Regions from separate parts of the Hordeum vulgare genome. Here region 1 is linked to region 2. Evidence: chromatin contacts called from public Hi-C data. All regions are on one chromosome and are shown on one strand. Each heading gives the region's core, a stretch centred on a gene start, on an enhancer-like site or on the middle of the called end of the contact. The rest is flanking DNA. Distances are from core to core; before and after follow the strand shown.

Evidence for each region. A called contact is a pair of places that touch in the nucleus more often than the background predicts.
Region 1: a Hi-C map of leaf shows a contact between it and region 2, with 2.9 times the contacts expected there. The contact joins two enhancer-like sites. A contact is called at or near these places in 2 of 6 Hi-C or Micro-C datasets (leaf and seedling).

The regions. Positions count from the first base shown.
Region 1 is chr2H:34,308,171-34,312,274 of MorexV3_pseudomolecules_assembly, reverse strand. No RefSeq gene overlaps it. Among protein-coding and RNA genes, the nearest start is that of LOC123429425, 19 kb to the right of the region's middle. Within about 2 kb of position 2,029, at least 3 of the 3 cell types and tissues checked have open chromatin away from gene starts, as enhancers often do. A contact at or near this core is called in leaf and seedling, where this site is marked.
Region 2 is chr2H:34,232,992-34,237,378 of MorexV3_pseudomolecules_assembly, reverse strand. No RefSeq gene overlaps it. Among protein-coding and RNA genes, the nearest start is that of LOC123425220, 32 kb to the right of the region's middle. Within about 2 kb of position 2,403, at least 3 of the 3 cell types and tissues checked have open chromatin away from gene starts, as enhancers often do. A contact at or near this core is called in leaf and seedling, where this site is marked.

The DNA.
Region 1 (4,104 bases), core at 780-3,279, 75 kb before region 2:
AGCGACGGCAACATGTAGAGGCACAAAGGGAATTCGACCTGGATCATCAGCAATTGTCTGCCCTGGCATGAAGGATCCGACATCACTAGAGGTTCTTGCGTGCAGGGAGGCATTGGCACTCGCAGAGGATTTGATGGTGAATAAGGTGGTTATTGCATGTGATTGGAAGCAAATAGTAGAGAATATCAAAGGTGGTTCTGGGGGCTCTTACTTGCCCAGCGTGAAGGAGTTTATTCTTAGGTCTAGCTATTTTGATAGTTCTTCAGTTGGGTTGGAAGGTCGAGGTTCAGATTGTGAACCGTTTTGCTTGATCAGGACTGTCATTTGTGGCTTCTTAATACCATTCATCCAGCTTGGATCCCGATGAACGTTTGTTTATATCATACAATAAAAATGTTGACAAGCCCCTAAAAAATAACAGTTCTGCTAATTAAGGATCTGTTCGGTAACACGCCAGCTCCATGAAAATTAAGGATCTGGGGAGCACCTATTCCCCCGCTCCTTGATTTTTCACTTCAGCTCCGCCAGCTCCAGGAGCTGAGTCGCGGAGTGGTGGGAAACCGAACATGCCCTAAGTTTCAATCGACTAAGACCTAGCCACGTCGAAAAACAAAAACAGAAACGGGCACTCAGTTTTTTTTTTTTTTTTTGATGATGGGGGCACTCAGCTTCATCTTAAAAAAAAATCATCTAATAAAAAAGGCGCTGAGGTGGAAGGAAAGATTCTGCAGCAGCTCCCCGCCATAGTAAACTTAGAGACGCCGTACGGACCGGGTACGATTCCGGCACAGCAGCGCATCCGGAGGGTTTACTAGCTGCAGATAATCAATCGCCAGGCCTATCAAATTACCACCGGCGTACTTCCGTGATATGCTGATCTTAAGTGGAGCAGCGCATGCACAACGTAGTGGCAGCAGTGTACTCCTACGTAGCACCAACGGGGAAGTGGTGGCGAGGCGAGACGGTGAAAGCTGTGAGCAGTCACCGAAAGGACCCATGATGAGATCAACGATTGGGCTGGGCGCCGATGCATGCATGCATGGCTCCCACCCCGCCACAGGGCATGGTGGCGTTAACCTAATCCGGTGCTCGTTCGACCTTACCAAGCCGGCCGGCCGGCCGGCGCATGCCGTGATTAGATCTAAGCCGGCCGGACTAGGAGCGGTCTGGCCATCATTGAGCGGCGGGGCTGCATCCTGCAGCAGTAGCAGGACTACTCGTACTCCGTCCGGACGCTGACTGAGTGAGAGAGAGGGAGTGGATAAAGAACTCCCACCAACGCAACGCATGGAATCATGGACCCGCCACGGCATTGCCATCCATGATCCGTCATCTCGGCCCCACCACGCCACCCCAGGCAGAGGCAGGCCGGGGAAAGAAAAGTCTCCCTGGATCCTGGCGCACCCAAGATTCAGCCCGATTGCCTTGTAAACAAAACGAGAGATTCAGATCTCTCTCAAGCCTCAAGCACGATCGCTACACCTCATCTGAATGAATCTCCAAACCATGCAAACCCCAGTCATACAGATCATCAAGGTAGTACAAGTTACACACGGTTCATTCAGGTCCACTGATCTAATAATCCTCCAAAAGTCAATGTGTGTTAACGAATCTATCTCTATACGGACCAATTCCAGTTAGTACCAGAACTAGCAACGCCATGCGCTTGCCCTTGCCACTTGCTGGCAAGAATAGCAGCAGTGGCATCAAAACGAGTACAAGCACGGGAACTTGAGCCGTTCACTGGCCGGCCTATCACTACTCTCCATCCATATACTAGCAGAGCTCATCAACTGGAGTTATATATAATTAACTAAGCAGGCTCCATCAACGAAATCCCTCATAGGTTTTGCCCTTTTCGGAACGGGAGGCAGCCACGCAAAGGCAGAAATTCTGAAAACTGCAGCGAAAAAGAAAGGTGCTCGGAATATATAAAGCGGGCAGCAGCAGGGGTGGTGGTACTGCGTGCATCGTAAAAGAAGCTGGAAACGTGGTGGTAGCAGGGTGCTGGTAGGCCACGACCGGTCCATTTGGAAAGGAATTTCGCCGTCCCATCACCCTTGCATGTCAAGTTCCCATTGGCCCGAGCCGTATCCGCCAGGCGCCACACCCTCTCTCTCTCCCCCTCTCTCTCTCTCTCTTCTCTTCTCTCTGTCGAATTTCTTATCTTCTTTGGTATTCTTTCCATGCAAAGATGAGTAGGAAACGCTCCAAGGACAGTGGACACATGCAGCAAAGCCCACTACTACTACTATCTACTCTAACTCTACTACAGCAGTACTGGTCTATGGGCTACTGCCGCATGTACATGCCCATCCGTTTGTAGAGCACACACACAAGGCTGAATTTCTTTTCCAGGTCTCTGAAAAAAGTTGATGGGGGAAAGAAGGCAAGCTTTATTCTGCATCATGCCGTCACATGACCACATTGCTGCTCACTCTATGTCACTAGCTTGCAGCATCACTTGTTGCTAAATAAACAAGCTTCCTAATCATACCTAGGTTGATGCACAACGCAGCCACTCTGAGGCTACTGGCAGACCATCTGCACAGTTTACAGCTGCGCTCCCTCCATGCTTTTTATGCAAGTGGCAATTAAGAAATGTGCAAGCAGTGGCAAGAACAGGAAAGGAAGGAAGGAGCCATGCTAATGGCGGCCTCTACTGTACTGTACTGTATTTTTTAGGGCTATAAGCGGATTTGGATGTCCCCCTGAATCCCCGATGCCCTGGAGTTCCCCAAAAGGGAAAGATGCCACCAAATGCAAAGCGGCCACGTGGCACCCATAATCCACGGGTTCTTAGGGCATCTTCACGCAGAACGCCACCTACAAATCGTCTGCACCGAGGGCGTGTTTGGTTGGGTGGGTCGCACCTGCATCGCATCCGACATGCAAAATCCAACTTGTTTGGTATCCCGCACGGCCTTCTCAGCCTGCCCTGTCAGATGCAAAAGAGGGCCTCTCAGCCAGGTTGAGGCATACGCGAGAATCGGGCGTATCCCGCATCCAGGCTCGTGCATGCATCACCCTTTCTTTTTTTTTCCGTCGTCATCCCTCTCTCCACCGCCTTCCTCCGCTACCTCACCGGCCAGACCGCCTGCCCAGGCCGCGACGCCCCTCCACCATTCCTCTTGCCGGAACTCACCTCCGGCCGCACCCCCTTCGCGCCGCTCCACGCCAACCTCCCGACCGCGACAGCTCCGACCTCTTCTCTGGCTGCTCCGACGACGAAGACGACGAGAGCCCGCCCCGCCCCGCCTTCCCCGAGCTGGAGGCCGCGGTCGACGCCGCCATTGCCGGGCTCGGGGACGCCGCGTTCCCCAGGCTCAACCATCCGTTGCACCTGCTTCGCCGAGGTTGCCATGCTGCTCTGCTCCTCTGACTGCGTCGCGCACGGCCAGGGTTAATGACAGCAGTGCCGTATGATATGCTGGATTGGGGGGAAGGGAGCGGCTGGGATGTTTTTCTGAAGAAGGCTGACAATGAACTCAATAGACGGACGGCCGCATTAGTTATGGATTCGTAGTTGAGATCTAAAACAGAGCAGCTTTCGGGGATTTTTGTAATGCTGGATTGCTAGTAAGGGATTACCACATGCTGCTTCATCTCTTCTGATATTTGGAGAAACATATTTCAGATTTCAGTTAATTCTTGTTTTACTCGTTCTTTGTCCATGAAATGATCCAGATTTAGTTAAATGATTAAAATTAAAAGAGGAAAGTTCACAAGATGAATCTCAAACACAGCCTACCAAACAATATCTATTGTATATATATAACATCTCTCATGCATCCATATCATGCAGTCCACCAAACATTCATCTTAGCTCATCTTTGCATCAACACAACCAGGCCCAGCTCACCCTGGATCCCTCATGCGATGCAGTTTACAACCACTCAAGCAACCAAACACACCCCGAGTGATCCAAACAAATTTTGCGATCCAACGCCGTATGCGATTGGTCCGCGGACCGGTCATGACGACCATATTTTCGCAAACCCGAGGCAAATCAGGCGGGTCTTTGCGGGCGTCCGGACCGCTGCCACGTACGCGTTGGACACCCCGGGCCCACTTAAAAACCTCTCTCGTGTTCACGTCCTCTCG
Region 2 (4,387 bases), core at 1,154-3,653:
TTAGTTTCTTTTTTCTGTTACTTTTTTCTTCTCTGTTTATTTTCTTTTTTATGGTTTCTTTTTTCTTTCCTTTTTCCTTTTCTTTTTTGTTTCAAATATTATTTTTTCAAATTTTAAGAAAATTTAAAAATACATGAACAAATTTGGAAGTGCTAACAATTTTTTAAAGCATGAACATTTACAAATTTTGAGATTTTTGTTGAAAAGGAGAATAATTTAAAAAAAACGCAAACAAATTTTGAAAATACGATCATTTTCAGAATTCTGGGAATAAATTTTGAAATCGAGAATAATTTATAAAAAACGTGAACAAATTTGAGAGCATGAACATTTTTTGAATCTTGACAATTTTTTTTTGAAAATGAGAACAATTTTGAAAACTCCGAAAAATTTGAAAGCGCGAACAAATTTTTAAATCACGGACATCTTTTGAATTTTGTGAACAATTTTTGAAACTGAGAATTTTTTTCGAAAACATGAAATTTTCTGGAAGCGCGGACCATTTTTTAAAGGACGAACATTTTTTGAATCTTGAGAACTAAAATTTGAAAAAGAGAATTATTGTGAAAACCCCGAACAATTTTGAAAGCGCGAATATTTTTTAAAGGACGAACATTATTTGAATTCTCATAAAAAATTGAAACCGAGAACAATTTTGGAAAAAACGTTAACAAATTTGGAAGTGCGAACAATTTTTTAAAGCACGAACATTTTTTGAATCTTGAGAGCAAAATTTGAAAAATTAGAATATTTTTTTTAAATCTGACGAAATTTGAAAGTGCAAACCAATTTTTAAAGCACGAACAATTTTTGAAAAATCGTGAACAAATTTGGAAGCGCGAATAACTTTTTAAAGCACGAGCATTTTTTGAATCTTGAGAACAAATTTCAAAAACACCAAAAAAAATTTGGAAGCACGAATAAATTTCTAAAGCACGGACATTTTTTGAATTTTGAGAACAAGTTTCGAAACCTAGAATTTTTTTGAAAAATCCTGAACAAATTTGGAAGCACCAACAATTTTTTAAAGTACGAATATTTTTTGACTCTTAAGATTTTTTTTGGTACTGACAACAAATTTAAAAACCAAGAGCAATTTTCTAGAAAATACAGAACATTTTTTGAAGATCCAAAAATATATATTTTTAATCCAGTACATTTTTTGAAGATCCAAAAATATATATTTTTAATCAAGTACATTTTTTGAAACAGAAACAGAAAAGAAAAAAGTAACAAAAAATGAAAATGAAAAATGAAATATACAAAAACACCGGCTCACGAACCTTCTAGAACTTTCCCAAAAAATGAGAAAAACTGAGTCAGGAACCATCTAGAAGTTTTCCAAAACAAAAAAAAAACAGTGAAAACAAAAATCGAAAAAACAAGGCTGGAAATATTTCAGGCACTGCAGCCCCGCTACCGGGCCAGCCCGAACCCCCTCGCTTTCGGCCGAAGACTCGACACCCAAAAACCGAAAAAACTCGGCTGAAAAGGTTCCAAAAATCGGCCGACGCAGCCTCGCGACCAGGCCAGCCCGATTCCCCTCCCGTTCGTTCGAAGCCTCGATACCGTTGGGCTCGGCCCATCTTCTCCTTTCATTTGGAGTACGACACGTGGGTTAAAGCGATTCGATCCCACGAACCTGTCCGTCGATAGTGTGACGGAGTAACTACTCCATCGTCCAGCGTTAGCTCCTCACGTAATGATTCTTCCTCTCCATTTTCTTTCCTCATACGTTCTTCCCTTATTTTCTTTTTTCTTTTCACTGTTCCACTTTTTCGTCTTTGTTTTCAATTGCATGAACTTTTTTTTAAAAAAATTGGTGAACTTTTTTAAATTATGGTGAACTATTTTTTGATAAATTATGCTGAACTTTTTTCAAAATGGATGACTTTTTTAAACTTTGATGATTTGTTTAATATGAAATTCATTGAATTTTCCAAAAAAATCGACGAAAATTTTCAAATTCGATGATTTTGTTTAAAAAATGATGAACTTTTTTTCAAAATTGATCAATCGCTTTTCAAAATATGTGAACTGTTTTCATATTTGTTGAACTTTTTTCAGGAATGATAAACTTTTATAAAATTTGATAAACTTTTTTTCAAAAATCAATGAATGTATTTAAAATTTATTAAACTTTTTAAGAAACATGAACTTTTTTCAAATTTAATGATTTTTTTTTTTGAAAATCAGTTAATTTTTTTTGAATTCAACTGACTTGATAAGCATTGTATGAAATTTTTAAAAATCAATCAACTTGTTAATTTTATGAGTTTTATTCTATTTTCTTCTTTTTGATTACAGTCAAAGGTTATTGGGCCGGCCCAGCATTGGGCGCTGTAGGTGCCAGGAGCAGGAACCGGCACCTGCAAGGCCGTATAGGAGCACCCGGGGTTTCCATCTCTCTAAATGTTAGACTCGTGTTAGCATCGCCTCACGCGCCTCCCTAATTGGACTAGCTCATGTTCGCTCTGCGCAACCCTGGCTTGCTAGGATTTACGAAGGTGCTTCCCTCTTGTGTTTCCTCTTTTCCATTTTATTAGTTTGTGTATATTTGAAAACTTTAAAACTATATTCAAATAATTATTTATTGAAATTTTTAATTTTTACTGTGCATTTTTAATGTTCATTTAGTGTAAAATATATTCATGTAATTTCATTGTATGTTTTTATATCCCTGAATAAAGAATTTGTCATATTAAAAATGTTCACACATTTCAAAATAACATTATAACATTTGTAAAAGTACGTGTCATTTAAAAATGTTAAACATACTTTAATTATACTTTGATTAGAATATCAACAAAAATGTTAAACAATATTTGCATAATTTGCGAAAATTGTTCGTGTCACTTAAAAACCTATTCGTGACATTTAATAAAATTCACACGTTTAAAATATGATTCATGACATGTTAAAGAAGTTCATGAAATGTAAAAGGAAATTAGATAATTCTAAAAAATGTTAATACCATATTAAAAATGCTCGTGACATTTATATATACACCCTTAAGGAATGTTCACAAGTTTTACAAATAAAATATTCATTGTGTATGAATATTTTGACAATGATTTATTTGCAGAAAAATGCATGTGCCATGATTTATTTGGACAATGTTTAACTTGTGTTTGAAAATGTTCAATGTGCAGTTTGCAAATGTTCAACAAGAATGTTTAACGTGTATCTGGTGTAATCCTTCCAACTTTTTATCAAATGTTATGTAGGTGAAATAATGATACCATACCAAGTTTCAGCTTTTTCAGAGTTCATTTATAGCGTTTTCTAATTTCAGGGTCATTTAGCTAAGAAAAATTATTAAATGCATGGAAAATAGCAAATGGATGAGAAATGGTTGAAAATTTATGAGGTGGCTTTGAATGACTGTAACATCCCGATTCTCGGAATGTTTAAGAAAACTGTTTCAAATAAATTAGAGCCAGCAAATTTTGTTTGTTTTATGTGTTAAAAAAAGCTTAAATTTAGTTTTCATAATTTTGAGAGTTATTTTGAGTCAATGCCAACTTAAATCAAATTTGAGTTTTTTTCTTTTCCTTTAGTCAGACCTTGTTTTCTTTTCCTAGGCATACTAAAATATGCACCTTTGAGTTTAATTTGTTTTTTTTTCTAAAATCCAACTGATTTTTGGTTGAGCTTCTATTTGTGTTCTGGGATAATCTTTTAGAAAAATATAGTTCATTTCTCTCTCTCACACACACACACGCGCACACACACTCTCTCTTATAGTTCTCTCTAGACTACTATAGGTAGTTACATTTTGTTAATTCCTGGCCTACATCACTCACGTGTGAGTATATGCATACCAAATCATGGCATTTCTTATTCATCTCTATTTTTTCCCATACTATTCTGGACAGCCACCTAAGCGAACCAAGACCCAAGGCCCAGCGTGGCGCACAGCTGACCAGCCCAGTGAACCAGCCGATCAAGGGAGGCGCTAGTATTCTTCCTCAGTTAACATGCATACACGAGAGAAACCATCAGACAACATCCACAAAAGAAATGAAACGGCATGTATCCTTGTCTGATTGCCTTCCTATAATTCCTCCTCCCTTCCTATTCTCACCACTGGCTTCTCTCCCAACGAGCGCCTCTTCTCTTCCTCTTCCTTACTTTCTCTCAACAGGAACGAACATACCTACAACAGTGAAACAGCCTCCCCACTAATTCCTGTAACTCTTGATCGTTTCAAATTCCGCGAGTACATATAGGTGCACACCGACCTCCTGTGTCATTCCACTCAGCGCCTTCCCTCTACCTTCCTTGTTCTTCCACAATCTCTTTCCGAAGTGTTGCTGCTCCATGGACGCCGGTGCCCGATTCCGGCGACTCAAGCCACCCCTATTCGTGTCCTTGCGCGAGAAGA